2 separate regions of the Zea mays genome follow, and region 1 is linked to region 2. A link is a contact called in public Hi-C data. All regions are on one chromosome and are shown on one strand. Each heading gives the region's core, a stretch centred on a gene start, on an enhancer-like site or on the middle of the called end of the contact. The rest is flanking DNA. Distances are from core to core; before and after follow the strand shown.

What was found. A called contact is a pair of places that touch in the nucleus more often than the background predicts.
Region 1: a contact with region 2 is called in a Hi-C map of bundle sheath, with 5 times the contacts expected there. The contact joins the promoter of LOC103639781 here to the promoter of LOC100274005 in region 2. A contact is called at or near these places in 6 of 25 Hi-C or Micro-C datasets (bundle sheath, ear, endosperm and 3 more).

The regions. Positions count from the first base shown.
Region 1 is chr9:19,837,170-19,840,382 of Zm-B73-REFERENCE-NAM-5.0, forward strand. It overlaps LOC103639781 (probable WRKY transcription factor 53), which reads left to right and starts at 1,286. Exons shown (of 3, transcript XM_008662493.3): 1 at 1,286-2,232. The coding sequence starts at 1,877.
Region 2 is chr9:19,418,208-19,421,029 of Zm-B73-REFERENCE-NAM-5.0, forward strand. It overlaps LOC100274005, which reads left to right and starts at 1,303. Exons shown (of 13, transcript NM_001148390.1): 1 at 1,303-1,490; 2 at 1,839-1,909; 3 at 2,085-2,822. The coding sequence starts at 2,096.

The DNA.
Region 1 (3,213 bases), core at 36-2,535, 420 kb after region 2:
TTGTTTAAAAGATGTATTGGGAGCCATGCAAATGGAGAGAATTGAAGAGACTAAAATGGAAAGATTTTAGCTCCTCGAGTCCTTTCCATTCTACATGCCCTGAAGTAGTTTGGCTGGCCTTGGTGCCGTACCTACCAGCCATGTCGGCAGCGAGAACAGAAAAAAGTCGATTGTTTTTGTTTGTATATATGTAAAAAAAAAAAATCCTTACGCTTATATCCGTACGAGAACTGTTCCGCCGTTGTTTGTATGGAATCCACAACAAGGCGACGCCGTCCGGTATGTACGCGGCGCTTATACGAGCTACGGCGAGCGAGTCGTACGAACAAGTCGACTAGCGAGCGACGTCATTCATTCGTTTGTTCGTTCACTTTCACTCACTCGCTGTTGGACGCGTCAGCGGCCACCGCTGGGCTCCACGAGTGCCGCAGAATCCTATTCGTTCGGGAATCGTTACGCGCGCAGAACACTAGAACAGAGAGCAGAAAAGGGAACTGTTCCCTGTGCGGCTGGCTTGCCTCCTTTCCCCCGGCCGGCGTCAGCACAACGTCGTGGCACTTGCGTCACTGTCACTTGCAGACTCCCAGTCCAAATACGCGGAAACGGGTCTGAAGATTCGGTGCCGGTTCGTTGGACCTTCGCCTGTTGACCTCCTCCTAGCTTCTCCATTCCTCCTCCACTCAGCCTTGATGATGAGGCAACGCCGTCGTACGTGGCCTATCTCTCTCTCTCTCTCTCTCTCTCTCTCTCTCTCTCTCTCTCTCTCTCTCTCTCTCTCTCTCTCTCTCTCTCTCTCTCTCTCTCTCTTCTGCAAAACAAACACGACGACCTTTTCTGGACTAGACCAGTAGTAGCATCGACCGCACCGCAGGGTTGAAGGGTCAGCGCACGACGACCGGCACTGCACGTCGTTCGTCCCAGGGTTTGAATTTGAATATTCGTGTTCCTACCGAACTTTCCAAAAGGAGTCGCGCGCGAACGGGTCACTAGCTACTGCTTGCTCTTCGGTGAGAACAAGCCCCTAGCTAGCTATTCGGGTCTCTTCACAGCTCCTCCATCGAGCTAGTGGACGTCGCAGTTTCCCCTCCAGCTCCTCCGCCCGGTTCGATAATAAGTTGTCTGACCAAAGACCGCCGACTGGTCAATGGACGGACGAGCACCCAACCCAGGGAATCAGAGAAGAATACCACAGGTGTGCGGCACAGACGGGCCGGGACCTGCAGAGTACAGTACAGATTCATGGCCGTTGGATCTCAGACAACCGTTCTACTTATAACTGCTGCTACTGCTAGCATCCTTCTCCGGGAACAAGCATTGCATGCCACCACATTCCTCTCGTCTTCTCCGCCGTTGCTCTCTCTCTCTCTCTCTCCTACTCGCTCGTCCTGCATATATACCTGCCCCACTGCAAGCTTTCGTGATCATCGGCTCATTGCATCGTTCGTTGCCGCCATTCTCTTGGCCGAGAAGCCACCTGTTCGTGTATATATCCTTCTGCTGTGTTCATGTCATGGACACTCGAGGTCACCTCGTGTTTTCTCATGCGTTCGTCCTCTGAACTTCACGGTCCTCCCTCCCGTTGCTCCTCCCTGCTATAGCGGTACCGTATATATAGCCTCGCCCTTTCAGATCGGCCACTGTCGTGCCGTCGCCGCCGTCGCATCCGTCCAGTTTTCCTCTGCATCCCCATCACCAACTCGTCCCAGCTTGCTGCTGAAATACCGCTCGTACAGACCGATCAACACCCAGGGTGTTAAATCCTCCAAGAATAATCAACCACAGTACGTGTCCACAGAGCACTCGTCGCTGAGTGGTCGGTCGGTCGATCGAACCAGTTAGTAGCTCTAGGCGGCAAGCAAGCAAGAGCTAGCCAGCCATGCAAGACGGCGCGGGAGCGGAAGAAGGGGGCATCCAGACGCTCCTGGCGCTGCTCGCCGACGGCGAGGAGCAGGCGCGCCAGCTCGGGGAGATGGTGGCCGCCGAAGACGACGGGCCGTGGTCGTCGTCCCGACGAGCGGCGGCGGAGCACTACAGGGGCGCGGCGCGGCGGCTGCAGCGCACGCTCGGGCGGGCGGCGGCCGTCGCTAGGGCCTTCGAGGCCGCCGCGCCGGGGTCGTCGCGGGGCACCGACCGCTCCGACGACTCGCCGCGGTCGGCGGACGAGAGCTCGGGCCGGACGGTCGCTGTCGACGCGCAGGCGCAGGAGCGCCAAAGCACCATGTGCAAGAGGAGGTGCGTTGACTGCGTTCGCTTTCCATTTTTTTCAAACTAAAAAAAGGGGGGGTTGGCGGGTGCATGCATGCATATAGGGTCAAACGGCATAAAAATCGAAAACTACGCGTATATATGCAAATTCATCGGAAACATGTACTTTATGACGACGCGGTTGACTTTTTTCAAAAATCTAATCACTTCTCTTATTCAAAATATGAATTAAAAATGTTAAGTTTTAAATCACGTTCAAACGATTTTGATAAAACAAATCACAACAAAATAAATAATAATTCGCAATTCTTTTTAAATGAGACAAATAATTAAAGTTCTAGAAAAAAAAATTCGATCGCGTCATATTTTGTGCGGAGTGAGTATTGGAGCTTTACACATATCTAGGTATGGCCATGTTTTAGGTTCGTGCAAATGTGCAAGTTTAGACTCGACCCCGTTTAAGCTGTACGTAAAAACGCAGGAACAACACGACCACTCAACCAGCACGAGACGCGGTTTTGATTTTTCTAAAACAAAACAAAATTGTCTTTGCAGTGCAATTGCTCCTAAAATTTACCACGAAACAACAAAACAGAAAGACCCCGGTTGGATCATTTCAGTTGAATTCTATTCTGATAATCCTAATTTAGGTGCAGACAAATTAAGCTATATAGCTGTATGCGAGATATGTTTGTATACTACTATTTAACTATATATGAAAGATATTTATGTGCTATATTTTTATTATAAAGGACGAGCTGATAACTGTGTTATAAATTATAAAGTAGAAACATAATATGGCCATACGTAAAATTAATTTTCGCCCCTCACCATATAAATTTGAGATAGTATTATATCTAAGCTTTAAAAAGTAGTGGAATATCAAATTACAAACTAAATATCCTACTTCATTAAGGGACTGTTTGGCAGAGATCCGAGCCATAATTCTCTAGCTCGGAGAGTTAATTTTCCGGCAGAGTTATATCAAGCGATTCTCTAGCAAGAGTA
Region 2 (2,822 bases), core at 53-2,552:
CCTCCCCCCCTGGGGCTGGAACGGCCGAACAGCGGGACCAGGGACGCACCAGCTCCTGTCCTGCTGCTTCAGAGAATCAGAGAGTAGGGCCTATCTAAATGCAAGAGAAATTCGTTAATTTTCATTAGTAAAATAGAAATTCCTCGTAAAATTTAAGTTTGTAAAATAACCCTTATATAAATATAGTTGTGAATGCAGTTACATGCGGGTCTCTCTCGTTACGGCTGAACGAATTACATTTTATATGGATGGTGGGGTATACGAGGAGTATCGTTACGGCTGGACGAATTATAGAGGATGAATTCTTGTTGACATGGATGCACGTGCCATATAGAGGGAGAAACTTAGTTAATATATATATATATATATATATATATATATTTTGTAATGCGTTAATTTGAAGCTTTAAGTATAAATAAATATTATATATATTGGATAGAAGGACATTTGCGAGTGGTTCATTTCATGGCACCTACAGGCTACAGGACAGATGGTGCTCCAAAAACTGACGGCCGCTCCGGCGGTACTCTGTGTCGGTTGCAGCGGCGGCGCACGCGTTGCAGTTGCAGCAGCCAGCTAACCCCATGCGCCCATGGTCGGTCGACCTGCGTACTGTAGGGCTTTGACCGTCCGGTTAGCCCGCCCCGCCCCCGCGGCGAGCACGTGACGACGACGGTGCGTTCGTGGGCGCCGATCGCCGAGGGGAGGCGCTAATCTGCCGTCGTTCGTTCATCATCGGGCTATATATATAGATATCGGAGGACGGAGGCCTCTCAATTAAGCATTCTCCGCGCGCGCGCGCGCCCAGCAGCAGCCCGCGCTTGGCCTTCCTTCTCCTCCCGACCCGACGTCGTCGGTCGCGCCGCTGCCTGCCCCGTCCCGTTTCGGTGTCGTCTCTCGCCGGCCACGCCACCGCCCGCCAAGCCAATCGTACACCCCATCAACAAACTCTCTCTCTCTCTCTCTCTCTCTCTCTCTCGCTCGCTCTCCCTCTGTTTTTTTTACACGTGGGACGGTTGTGCACAAGTCTAGATGCAGGCGTGAGAGAACGAGACTTCTGATGAATCCATCCGATCCGAATCCATACTATTTATTAAACACTGGTAAATTAGGGTTGTTGCATCTACTGCTGCTGTGGAGTATCTTTTATCTAAAGGTCCAAAAAGATTGGCTTGTGCATTATTCGCACCTAAGCTAGCATGCAGTCGTTCTCTAGCTATACGGTACAAAAAGATTCGGGTGTAGTTTTTGTACCATTTAGATATAGATGCGTCCCCTCCCTAGCTAGCGTAGCGCGCGCGGCGACGTGAGCAATGACGGATGCGGCGTCCGCATCCGCACGCGCCTTTAGCTACTAGCTCTAGCTCTAGCTCTCCGGAGAGGCGTCTGCAGACCAACCGCAGCCAGCCAGCAGACTGTTAGACGACGGCCACGCGGAGCCGAGCGTTGCCGCGCTTTGCTTGATGGGATAAACGCCGCGCGCTGGGAAGGTTCAGTGACCACTCCCTGCCGCCGCCGCCGCCGCCGCCGCGCTGGTTTTTATTCGCTTCTTTCTGCCTTCTTCCTCCTCGCGGCCGGGGCGGGGGCGTGCTGCTCTCTCCTCTCCAGGGAGTTTTCTGCGGGGGTTTTGGTTGGGTTTTCTTCAGCGCCAGCCGTGGATGTGTTTAACGCAACAGTATTAGTTTCTTCATGATCAGCTGTGTGTCCTCAAATTGAGTTTCGTGCCGTGTACCAGTCGCGCATGTTCCCCAGATCGATTAAAGTTTCTTCGCGCGTATGTATGAGCTCTATTCGAATGTTCTTTGCTCTGAAAAGATTCCCCCTGTTCATGGTTACAGAAGGGCCTGGAGTTGAAGCACGAATCATCGAAGCGCAGCAAAACTGAGACACACGTCTTACTTCTTCACAAGTACTGTCCTCTCTATTCATCATTTAGATGTATCATCAAATTGACATAGTAACCTATGATTCGTGCAGTGAAACTTTGTATCGAGAGTGCATGTCTTGATCTTTATTTTATCTCACTCTTAATGACGTGGTAGCATTGAAAACGACGCGATAAAACTAACTCTTATGTTGGCCAGGTTCTTGGACGATGGACATCTTCGGGAGCCCATTCTGCTCCAAGCAAGCCGTCGCCTCATGCGGCGGATGGACGGACATACTCGACTCCTCCAGCTGCACGAACCATATCCTGGAAACCGGCACCGCCGCTCTGATCACCGTCGCTCTCGCGCTGCACCTCCTCGTCGTCAGGATTACTACGAAGACCAGAGCGTCCGCACGCCGCCCCCCTGTCGCGCCCGGCCTGCCGCTGCAGCTGGCCGGCGCGGCGTTCACCGCCTGCTTGGGCCTCGTCTACCTCGGCCTCGCGTCGTGGATGCTGGGGAGCAACTTCACTCAGCACGCTTCCGCTTACCTCCCACACTGGTGGGTGACGGCACTGTCCCAGGGACTCTGCTTGGTCCTCGCCGGCTTCGCTCTCAGCGGCGTCGGAGGAGCACGTCTCCTCGGGCCAATGTCTGCGCGCGCGTGGTCGGCTCTGCTGGCCGCGTACGCCGCGTTCGTCGCTTGTTCCTCGGTCGTTCACATGGTTGCGGATAGGGCACTGACCATGAAGGGTTTTCTGGACGCTCTGTTCCTGCCAGGTGCACTGCTGCTTGTCTGTGGCGCTTGGTGCGTCAAGGAAGAGGACGGTGATGGCGGAACTGGAACTGCTGCTTCTTTGTATAAGCCCTTGAAGACTGACGACACTGTTGATGATGAGAGGGGTGGGTCTGAGAGCCATGTGACCCCGTTCGCTAAAGCCGGGGTTTTCAGCG